2 separate regions of the Zea mays genome follow, and region 2 is linked to region 1. The links are chromatin contacts, called in public Hi-C maps. All regions are on one chromosome and are shown on one strand. The core of a region is the stretch at or near the end of the contact, and the rest is flanking DNA. Distances in the headings are between cores, read along the strand shown. Region 1 holds the start of LOC100281607. Region 2 holds the start of LOC100275350.

The links. A called contact is a pair of places that touch in the nucleus more often than the background predicts.
Region 2: a Hi-C map of ear shows a contact between it and region 1, with 2.8 times the contacts expected there. The contact joins the promoter of LOC100275350 here to the promoter of LOC100281607 in region 1. A contact is called at or near these places in 6 of 25 Hi-C or Micro-C datasets (bundle sheath, ear, endosperm and 2 more).

Annotation. Positions count from the first base shown.
Region 1 is chr10:137,628,225-137,634,500 of Zm-B73-REFERENCE-NAM-5.0, forward strand. It overlaps LOC100281607, which reads right to left and starts at 2,562. Exons shown (of 15, transcript NM_001154526.3): 1 at 2,100-2,562; 2 at 1,903-1,995; 3 at 1,618-1,691; 4 at 1,476-1,534; 5 at 1,333-1,381; 6 at 607-704; 7 at 361-395; 8 at 179-277. The coding sequence starts at 2,486. It overlaps LOC103642867 (calcium uniporter protein 3, mitochondrial-like), which reads left to right and starts at 5,537. Exons shown (of 3, transcript XM_008666037.1): 1 at 5,537-5,603; 2 at 5,789-6,132; 3 at 6,216-6,276. The coding sequence starts at 5,537.
Region 2 is chr10:137,772,920-137,778,568 of Zm-B73-REFERENCE-NAM-5.0, forward strand. LOC100275350 reads left to right here and starts at 2,828. Exons shown (of 5, transcript NM_001151968.2): 1 at 2,828-2,912; 2 at 3,195-3,268; 3 at 4,090-4,203; 4 at 4,702-4,798; 5 at 5,246-5,649. The coding sequence starts at 3,224. The coding sequence ends at 5,265. It overlaps LOC100384646, which reads left to right. Exons shown (of 7, transcript NM_001177136.1): 5 at 1-59; 6 at 141-292; 7 at 763-1,590. The coding sequence ends at 1,442.

The sequences.
Region 1 (6,276 bases), core at 1,312-3,811:
AGTGAGTAGATGAGGGAAAACAGACAATGAATATTTTCATCTTCATAAGTACTTATATTGTTACCATACCACAATGCGCTAAACTGCGCATAGGATAAGAAAATCATTGCTGCAAGGGTTTATAATTCAGATACAACAGTTACCATAGTTATCTTTTTCAGGGCAAGAACATCTTTACCTCCTTGTACACATCAAGTGGTAGTGGTAACTTGAGAAAAGACAGCCATGCTTTGGTGAACTTCAATTTTAGTTTCTTATTGATGTACGTAGAAGTGTCCTAAATAATTCCATCAGTTAATACCCAGCACATTAGAGCTTAAGCTGAAAAATGACAGTTTATCTGAGGTATATATGAAGTACCTTGGAAGAGTCATTTTCTCCTTTAGAAGATAGACCTTCATCAGAAGTACAAAACCAGAAGTCAAGAGTAAGAACACTAATCACACCTTAGCGCATACACATATGTGGGTTCATAAAAGCACTAATTAAAGCATAAATAATTTAAATGGGAACTATTTTGTAGGCTCACAGAAACACATGAAATTACTACTGTATTATAAATGAGAGGAAAGTTTTAAAGTGTCAAACAAATAATAAAATACTCACCAACAGTACTCCACATATCAAATGTTGATTCCTTTTGAAAATCCATCAAAGGAACATGTGCCAAAAGATTGTATATGTTGTGTATAAAAATACTACTCCTGTTATGTAAATAGAAGAACATCATAAGACATTAAAATTATACAGCTTTGAAGATGTTCAAAGGCATTGAATATAGCAACAGTCGCAGGGTGACAGGGGTTGTATGGGTTCCAGGATTTCAGCTGACAAGACAATGCATATCATGCTTTAAATCATCCACACCAATGACCATAACCTACGGATTAACTTCCGAGCCAAAAACTATTGATGATCAGGCCTTAAATAATCCACACCAATGACCATAACCTATGGATTGACTTTCCAGAGCCAAAAACTATAAGACCACAAGGTACAAACCTTCGCTAAATGGCTAGAGTGCACAAGCGCAAGATAAAATACAAACAACAAATCTTCGTTAGTTGCCAAAAAAACAAGAAGCTAGTGCTGGAACAATTACAACTAAACACAAGACTTTCCTATCCACATTCTTTTAGAAGGAGGCATGTGCTGCGTGCAGTTGCTGTGCATAGGTTTGTAATAGTCATTAAATTTGGTGCAGAAATGCAATTTTCTATGGTCTCATGGTGAGTCCAAAGTATGAGCTTCGCTTAAGTTATTTTTGGAAGCATTAAACTACAAGTCTACAACTTAAGATCTAAGACATATACCATGTAAAAGAAAGTATACCTGTTTTTTGACTCGTCACTTCCATTTTGCAAAGCATCTTTTCCAGAGCCTGGAACAAAATAATCGGGTAACAAAATAGTAGAGATGTCAAACTATACAAGTGTTTTTATGACCAAACAAAAAAAACAAAGATTGAAGAGTACCAGTGGTTTTACTGCCCAGACTGTTGGCAATCTTGTCTAAGCTAGTGTAAGTGAAGTAACTGCAGAGGCAATGGTAGGGTGAAAATAAACACATATTGAAAAAAAATGCCAGTAATACAATAAAAATTTAAGCACGCCGTACCGAATATCAGTGTATTTGAAGTACTTTGATACAAGCAACTCTAACAACATATCGACGGGATCAGCAGCATGAACCTGTAGAAAGAATGGGAACAGATAAGAGCAAACCTTTAAGAGTAATAAAAGTAATAAACAAGCGATACTTAGTCACTATTATTGACTTGGCAGCAGAGTAGAACCAGACAAAGCTTATACCAAATAAGAGTAAGAAACAAGCTCTACTCTGACACAAGGCAAACCTCCGGGAAACTACACATTTCTAAGGCATAATTGAAGAGAAACTCACGACAGCGTAGAGAAACTTGTGGTAAATTGCCGAATGGAACTTCCCATCCTTCCCCAGCTTCACGAAATCCATGAGAGCATCCAGTGCTACATCCTACGGAGCACAAAAGGTAAGCGAGTAAGCGGAAAGTCAAATTGTTTGTTCAACTATTTCCTCGACACAAGCAGATGAGAAACTAATAACAACTCGAAGCTAACCCTGATTGCGTCGTCGCTGTGTGGAGACACGCTGAGCTCCACCAGCGCGGCGACGAGCTCGTCGAACCGCTGCCGCAGCCAGGCTCCAAACACGAGCTCGGGGTCACTGCCCGCATCCCCCGCGTTGGCTGCCGCGGAGGCGGAGGGGATGGAGGGGATGAGTGGTACGAAGAAGGACTGGAGCGAAATGAGCGCCTCGAGAGCGAGGTCGAGCGGCGCGGTGGGAGAGAGGAGAGCGAGGAGGGCGGGGGCGTGGTTGAGGTGGGAGCGAGAGGAAAGGAGCTCGGTTCCCAGCTTCTTCACCTCATCTAGGGCTAGCGTCCCGCCTCTGGAACGCCGCTTCTTCGAGGCAGAGGCGGTCGCCGTCGGCAACGGCGATGTCGCCATGGCGGGAGGTTGGTAAGCAACGGCGGCGGCGAGGCAGGGGCAGGAGTCGACTTCTGGGGTTTATGGACGTAGGTGCGGTTTGTCAGTCCGGCCCGTATAGATAAATCTACGCGCGCGTCCAGTATGAATGAGATGGCCCAATGGAGGCCCGTTAACGATAGCTGACGCACATGTTTTTTTCCCGTCTATATCTTTATACTACTACTAGGTGAGTGCCCGTGCGTTGCAACGGAAACATATAATATCACAATAACTTATGTATAAATATGTGTTATACTGTTATGAGAAAATGTTTCGTAATTCATTTGTGACCTAACCATATATAAATTTTGCCGGTCAGCATAGTGGACGTTTCTGTTCATGACATTGTGACACTCGAGACAAATACCGAGCAACAAGCAAGAGGTGTATGTACTCCTCTAAACAGTCATGACAATAGGGAACTATCCATCTGTGATAATTTTAGTCAGGTCATTTTCAAGAATGCTGAGAAAATATCTGTCGGCCAAATTTCATGAATAGGAAACTTTGTACGAACATGTGTAGTAGCAGTAGATCAACCATCTTAAAAAGATATCTAAAATAAAAGCTTCCTTTTTCGTACTCATTTCAACATATTAGTAGTCCATTCGGCTGCGGTTACGTTTGTGTTTTTTAACTGGAAACAAAATTGCATGATTTATCGAGATAATAAGAGTTTTATGCCTCTACTTAAAAGAGAATGTTCCCTTCTTCCTAGGTTTTCTCTTTCTTCGTCTTCGAACGAAGTCCTTCTTCTTGCTAATGCTGCCAAGTGCCTTCAAGATGTTGATTATGCTAACTATCATCGGTCATGCAAAAATCATAGAATTGATTAGTTCCTTTTGCACATGTGCTAAGGTCACCAAATTTTTAAACAAGAGTGAAAGCAAACATCAATTTGGTAGTAGCCAGATTTTCACATAAGTACAATCAAGGCTTAAATGTAAACTCATAAATGTCCCTTATTCATGTGTCTTTACAATTAGGCCAATAAGGTGGCAACTTGTAGTATAATTCCAAAACCTCTCCAACCCACAAAAAGATTTAAGCTTGAGGGTATGCAATTTGCAGAGGTATTTTAAGTTTTTGTTCCAGGAATAAACTGACAACGCACTCCTTTCCAAGCTAATGTATTCCTTTTTTTAAGAGTGAGCGTTCTGATTATTACTGCAACACAAGTTTCCAAATATTCCAAAGACTCAACTGAATCGTAAAGTAAGGGATCAAATTTGTATCCCCTGTAAGTTTCTTAGGATAAAAAAAATGTATCATTTCACATAGTTGAAATCCATTTCATGCCTCCTCCTAGAATCAAATTACTCGCTGCTCACAACTGGCAGGCCCATGTTTATTCCCATAACTTTAACTGCCAATTCAGAAAAAATGGCCGGATGAAGCTTGAACAGAAAGCAACAATTCTTTTGCAATAAACAAAATAAAAGCACCAAGACATTAATGGGATACAAAGTGACGTTGGGACAAATTCAATTCATCATTCGTGTTACTGCACATTTAATAATCCACATCTTTATCATCACTGTCAAAATCTCTGCAGTCTCCATATTCTTTCAAAGCATGTTGCTAACCGCGGCATGTTTGCAAAGACATCCCAAATAATAATGGAACCATGAATAATTTCTAGACAATGTTAACTAACATGTCATTGAAATAGACGCAATGCCCCTATTCATTACATGATTTCAAGAATTATAGAACAATTAACTAGGTCACAAAAAAGCATATAGATTAAAATATGCAAGAAAAAAGATGTTTTAAGAAAATGAGAAAGCAAATAGTCTCGACCCCTTTGTTTTGTTTGTTAAAAGAAACGCATAGGCTAAGCAGCGTACCTGTTCGTGCCTGAGGAGTATTGACTTCCAATTTTAAACTGGATTCCGCACCATCGATGGATTCCATTAGTTCAAGGATGAACTCGATACAAGGAAACAGGCATGCCTTCAGGGTTGAGGGGACTCGCAGAGAAGCACAATCTGGCAAATGGAATGTCGATGGTGCTTTTCTTGAGTTCTCTTCGGCAGTAAAGAAGCTCCAGTTGGGGATGACAATGTCGAGCCTTGCAGGAGCTGATCCATTTGGTCTGAGAGAGCTTCGATGGATCCAAGAAGACGATTACCTCGACCACCCTCTGACCCTCGTCCCCGTCGTTCCCCAGATCTCCTCTCGCATCTCGCATCTCGGCGTGCCACCACCCTCACTGCAGCCCACTCCACTCCACCGCTACACTGAAATCAACCACCACGCCACAGCACCACCCAAACCCAAACCCATCCCTAAATCCCGAGCCCCAAAACCCCTGTACGCTCCCGCCGCGCCGCAATGGCACACCACCACCACGCCACGGCTTCGGTTCGGACGACGGAGGAACGGGCGGCGAGGATGTCGCGTAGTGCTCGGTGTCGACGGCAGCGCAAGCGTCGGGCCCACAAGCATGTGGTCTTCGTGTACCTCCCTTCCTCTCCAAGCTTCGATTCTAGACAAAGTCGTTGAGGCTCTTCCCTCGGCGCTGGTGCTGGTGGGTTGCAAGTGGCGGTGCGTGGGTGACCGGGTGGTGGTGGTGTTGTTGGGATGCCCGCCGCGGCGGTGATCGTAGCCCGCCTCTGTGTGCCGCTGCCAAAAGTCACCCGCCACTCGAGCAGGCGCCACCCCGACTGCCGCCGCCGCTGAGGAGACGAGTGGCCACAACCACACGCTTGGCGCACGCCATGGATGCCTTGTCCCGCCCTGCTGTCGTCATCGACAACGGCACCAGGTATGCCCCTCCCTCCCTAGATCTGCGCGTGGAGGCGTGACTGCGGTGTCTGTTCGAGCGTGGGCTAGGGGCGGGTATCGCGCGACGGGGTCGATGCGCTGGTTCCATGCGCGGTGGAGGCGTGCATCGTGGGCGAGATCCGCGAGCGGGTTCCATGCGCGGGCATGGGGAGGTGGCGCGTGGGCGGGGGGCAGGTGGGGCTAGGAGCCTGGGAGGCTGCTTGCATGCGCGGGCGTGGGCAGGCGAAGGGGGCGGGGGCATGGTGAAGCCGTGGTGGACGTCCTCGTTAGGTTCATATAGGATAGTAGAGATTAAAGCTGTAAGGGGTAGGCTGCCTCCCTGGTTCTGCCTTCGATGAATCTGCACCGTCCGCTCGCTTCCGTTAATCTACACCGTCGGTCCGCGTACCCCTCCCCCACCCCACGTGAGCCGCCGCCGCCACGCCTCCCCCAAATCAAATCCCCAAACCCCGGGCCACCGCTCCACTCCTCCTTGTCGCCGTGCGGTTGAGCGCCGACGACGCTCGGGCTCCGGCGGTTCCTGCAGGAGCAGCCGGCGTTCCGCCCCGCCGTGCCGCCCGACCTCTTCATGCCCCTGGCCGACCGGATCCGGGACCTCGGGGTCGGCGTCGTGTTCCCGTGGATCAACCTCGACGGCCTCGTGCCGCCCGCGCCGGCGCCGGCACTGGCCAAGCGGGAGCCGGACGCGGTGCTGCCCGCGGCGAGCCTCACGGTGGAGGAGGCGCGCAAGGTGCTGCGAGCCACGCAGATGGAGGCGGCGCGCCCGCGGATTCGGGAGTCCGGCGCCGGCGCCGTGCCATACGCCGACTTCCTGCGCCTCTGCTGCGACGCCGCCGCAACGAGCTCGACCCACCGCCGAGGTCGCTCAGGGACCCGCCCTACACGCTGGGGCCCAAGATCTCCGACTGGGACGAGCAGCGCGCCGCCTGGCATCGCCGCCACCCGGAGACGCCGCCTTTCCTCAACGACATCAAGCCAC
Region 2 (5,649 bases), core at 1,578-4,077, 140 kb after region 1:
ATATTCAAGGTTGCTCAAAATGCACTTGCTCAAGTTGCCTGGAATTTTGTCAATGATGGGTATGCTAAAATTACTCTTCCTCATTACAAATAGTAATCCACAAACATCCCTATTTACTACGCCTTAAAAGGGGTGTACAGGCTCCGCACTTCACTTTGCCTGCAATTTAAACCGCACCATATTGCGGCTGGTGCAATCTTCCTCGCTGCGAAGTTTCTCAAAGTCAAGCTTCCATCAGATGGCGAGAAGGTCTGGTGGCAAGAGTTTGATGTAACTCCGTGGCAGCTGGAAGGTTGGTCTCTAGATGCAAAGTCACTAGTGTGCACCTTAACTGCACTACTGTAAAATTCATTTTTGTAAGTGCTAGTTTCCTACTAATTAGCTATCTAGTAACCCCATGGAAATTGGATAGCCAAAGATAACTGGCATGTCCAAAACTGATCGTGGAACTAAGATAGGTTGAATGCACATATAATTCCACGATCTATGGCTCTATACTCAAGGCAATCCTATTTGACTTTAATGCATTCTGGGGACATGCCAAATGTAGTCAGGAATAGTTGTTTGGTGATGTCATTTTAGCGCATCTGTTTAGTTAGGTCTTGCCAGTCTTGCAATTTGTTATATATCTTTTTGCCGTCATGATGTTTTTTTGGTCCTTTTCTTCACTTTTGACATATTTCTGCTTTGAAAGATCATTTTTATGAATTATACCATCAAAGCTACATGCTTATGCCTTATGTTTTTGGTTACTCCTTTCAGAGGTTAGCAACCAGATGTTGGAACTGTATGAGCAAAACCGTGTTCAACCACCACCATCACAAGGCAATGATACTGAAGGCAGTTCTGCAAGTGTTGCGAATCAACGTGTTCCTGGTAAAGTTCCAGGAGTAGCTGATGAACCTCCTGCCCATGACCATAACCAAGCACCCAGACCATCGAGCCAGCAGAACATGTTAGACCACCGTGGTTATGACCACCCTCACCCAGATAAGCAAAACTATAGGATACCTCCAAATGATGCAAGGGATGGCACTGCTAATAGCAACGAAGGTCCCAATGTGTCGTCTTCAATGATGGATGCGATGAAGAAGGTAAACAAGGATAAGGTGAAAGCGGCACTGGAGAAGCGTAGGAAATCGAAAGGTGATTTTTCAAGAAAGGTCGATGTGATGGATGACGATGACCTCATTGAGAGGGAGCTGGAACATGGCGTGGAGTTGGCTGCCGAGGATGAGAAGGTCAAGCAGGAGAGAAAGCAGAGCTGGCCTCATCTTGCACACCACCAGAGCACCAACCGTGAGAATACCGAAGAGGGTGAGCTGTCCATGGACAGTCAAGAATACCGTTCTCCGGAGCATGACAATCGGAAGAGAAAGGATGTGCGTGAGTACCGGAACTACGATCGTGACGAAAGGGACCTTAAAAGGCTAAGATCATGAGAGTTGCACTTTTGTCGGAGTCTCATGTTGTTCGTGCCATAACATGATGTGGAACCTCTATCTTTCTGTCACAGGTGTACTTGATGCTTATTTGGTATGCTGGGGGATTTGAACTGTTACATATATAAGTTTATAAGATGGTTTCCCCACGGTCATGTATGTGTTTAGCCATGTTGGCAATTGAGATGGCGCTGTGCCTTGAGTATTCCACAGGTTTATGCTGGAAACAACATTTAAGGAAGCTGCGTCCTACGGGTATCTGAAATGTATGTATTTTGATTCCAAGGTTTCCTCAACTCTAATGGTAGCCTGCGTTTTTTTATCCGTCTATCTGGGAACACGGGTACTGGGGATGAGGTCGTGCACATAATGTTGTTGATTTTGATACCATGTAATGTGCATGTTCTCTCCTTCCTAAGTTATGGTTTTTGTTTTTGGGTTTTAGATATATAGTTTTATTACAGCACTTCCAAGAGTTTCTAAAATCCACTCCTAATCTTGATTTTTGTAGCAAGACTGCAAAAAGCTGTTATTTAATAATCTCCTATCTCATCTCCTCGTCTTGTCGACTTTTCTCTGTAGTCGTTCATCTGAACCCTTCATTTGAATCCAACCGTGATTAGGGGTGGCTAACGAGCTGGCTTGGCTCGTCCGAGTTCGAGCTGGCTCGTTAAGTTAACGAGCCAGCTCGGCTTGACTTGTTAAGGTAATGAGCCACAGAGTTAGCTCGGCTCAGCTCGTTTAGCTCGCGAGCCAGAGCAGGAAAAAAAATAAAATGTACATAATAATTATTTTTTAGTTAATTTTAAACTAATTTAACAATAAAAATAGTAATTATACTCATATTTTCACAAACCACGTCAATATAACACCAAATTAGCACAATTCATCACTTATTAATTCACAATTCACATACAAGTCCATCAGTTTAACTCATAATTATATTTGCATAGACCAAATTAACATATAGATATAGTTTATTAATCATTAGTTTAATTCATATGTCATAGAAACCTCACATATATATAACATGTTCATCAATTATTCTGTAAATGATATGCATATAGTTTCGTTTTACTGGAATATGGTAGCTCGTTTAGCTCGCGAGCTGGCTCGTTAACGAACCGAGCTAGGATATCAACTCAGCTCGTAAAAAATTTCAAACGACCGATCCGATCCGAGCCGAGCTGTCCATGAACCGAGCGAGCTAGCGAGCCACAAGCATTTCGTCCAGCCCTAACCGTGATCCTACAAATGACCATTGACCACAGCCACTTCAGGCCGATCAAGTACAGCAGCCCAGCCCATTTGGCCCATCTCAACCGAAGGAGGCAAAGACGCAACGCGAGGTCTCATGGGCGACCGGGCCATTCGTCGTCTCCGTTGTCTTTGTTGCAGATCGGTGCTCCTCTCACCACCAGGCCGCCACAGCTCGCCGGCTTTCCCCTCCCTGCCATCGAGCACCACCTGGTACGCTCTCCGCTTGATCTCCCCTTCCTGCTGCGGAGCCGTGCGAGCAAACCTTAACGTAGTCCGTAGGTACGCCCTCCCCTTGTTCTTCCCTTCCTCCTGTGCGAAACCGTGCGTCCAAACCCTAACATACTATTCGTACTCGGACCTAAATCTAATGACAAGTGTATATGCATGCATTACGCCTACAGCCAACTAACTTCGATTGCTCTGCAAAAATTATGGAGTGTAGTGTACATGTGTATACCCATGTCCTTCACTGAGTCCACCCCTGCTTGACAGAGCAAACAGAGCAAGGAAATAGTTTAAGAATGGCTGCGCGGAGCAGTTCTATGGTTGCCGAGGATGACTACGAGGTACATTCCGGTTCTTTGCTCTCTTCCTGGCTGTTGCTCTGTTTCCCCACGTACCCTTGGGATTAAATTGTACTAGTGTAGACACGTGCAGAGTTGCGGCCTTGTTGAGCAACTGGAAATTGCTAGATGGTAGATGAACAAGTGGCATGTTTAACTACTATAGGGCAAGATATTTAGGTAGTAAAGTAGAATCGGAGTATCTTTTGTTGTTGGATGAGTTCACCTTTAGTCTTTACTTGTACTTGTGTAGATTTATTGATTGATGACTTCATGTGTACAAATTCCAGGGATACAATTGGTATGAGAAAGTTTAGTAGCTTTGTACTGTTTTGGGTGTGATTAGATTGAATGGAAACAAAAAATCAATTGTCAACACATTGTTGGGTGATAGTGCAACCTTTAATGCTTAGGGTATTAGAGCTGGACATATATAATTGTATTTCATAAAAAATAAGAAAATATATAGGAGTATAAATATATATCCTCTCCGTTTCAAATTGTAAGTTGTTTTATCTTTTTAGGTACATAGCTTTTACTATGTATCTAGACCTAATGTATATCTAGGTATATAGCAGAAGCTATGTATCTCAAAAAGCCAGAACATACTTACAATTTGGAATGGAGGAAATATTTGTTTTCAGTTACATTGGTTTCCGACTAGATCATGATGTTGAATCATGTTGCAGCAGAATAATGGGGTTTTGCAGAGGATGCAAATATCATCCACAGTAACATAGCATTTTTGTCACATCCATATAGTAGGTCTAAATTTACTCTTAATTGTAATTGTATGTGCTCTTATAGTGAGTGATGTGATGCAGACGGATCAGAAGAAGCAAGCTGCTGCAGATGTTCTTTTTCACTATTCACAATTTGTTATGGTTTGCATTGGTGAGGATGTTCGCCCTACTGATCTCAGGTTACATCTTATGAAGGTATATTTATCTTTATTATAATCAAAGTTGCCTCTATCTTGTGAATTAATCATATGTTTTTCTTTTGCGAAGAATTGTTTTTCTTTTTGAACACTAAGGAGAATTGTGTATCATTGAATTAAGAAGAAAAAAGGGACCCTTACAAAACATCACACCCAAAAGGAAACTACAAATCTCCTTAGCACCAGTAAAAGAAAAGGATATGACCGCAACCTAAAAAAACACTCACCTTACTGAGGGTCTATTTAGTTCAGCTGTAGATTCTTGGAAATTTGATTTTAGTTCACCTTACTGTCAATTGTAGATTTTGTAAGGACACAATAGCTTGGTAACATGGATAACATGAATCTGAAAAATCTAGGATAGAAGGTGATTCTGAATTGAACTAGAGAAATATGTAGATTTTCAGGAATCAATTCTGTTATAGTACCCGTTTGGCTGTGATCCATAAGGCTCATATAATGACAGCATACATCATTTGCTTTCTCTTTTCCGTAGGAAGTTTCAGGAATGTCCACTTCTCTGAAGGAGCCTCAACAGGCTGCTGCCTCACCGGCTTCCAGTGGGGAACCGTCTTCCTCTGGAACGATGAAAGGTGACAAGAATGAAATCTCCTAAGCTTCATAAATTATTATCCAACTCAGGACTTCTTCTGTTCCTTACGCACTGAGAAGATTGTAATGTTCAGAACTTCGGATGATGAGGCTTACTTGCAATATAGGAATGTAAATATGTTAGGAACATTGTTCATAGCTGTCTGCTGTTCTGCTGCTTTAGCTTCTTTCGTGACAGCCTGCTTCATGTATGAAACTTTGAATCCATTTTTATTCAGGGGGCAGTAACGTAAATGCTGCTGTATTTTTTTTTAAATGGCAGGTGAATATTGTATTCTGAATAAGTCATGTTTACTAGAATCGTTGCTGTGGCTTTGATTGGATCGGCTAGGACTACCTGTTGTCTGCAGCTAAAAATTAGATGGATGTTTGGATCTTTGGCTATACCTAACAACTGACCATGGTACCCTTGTCTTTATCCTCGACAGGAGTACAGGACTATAGATGACAACAGGTACACGAAACATTGCGGTTTTGACTACTCTCCCCTCTACTTTTGATATAGGCAGTTTGTCATGGAAGTGCATGTTGGGAAGCTGTTTTCCGTTGAAAACACCAACACCCATCAAACAAGAAAGTCTTTCTAGTTTTTTTATCGTCGGAAAGTCTTTCAAGTTTATCGGCTTGCCGGGACTTTGATGGTGAAAGAGTTGTTTGTAACCTGCCTGCGTGACAACCCATGATCCATTCGATCTTGGGCTGGCTTGTCTTAGATGTTCGCCTATCGAATGGGGCCTGGGATTGTAGCGAGGGATTGTCAACAATTCATTGGATCTTTGGAGCAGCTTAAAAAAGACGTATAACCTACAGGGTAAGCATGGAGAAATGTCCA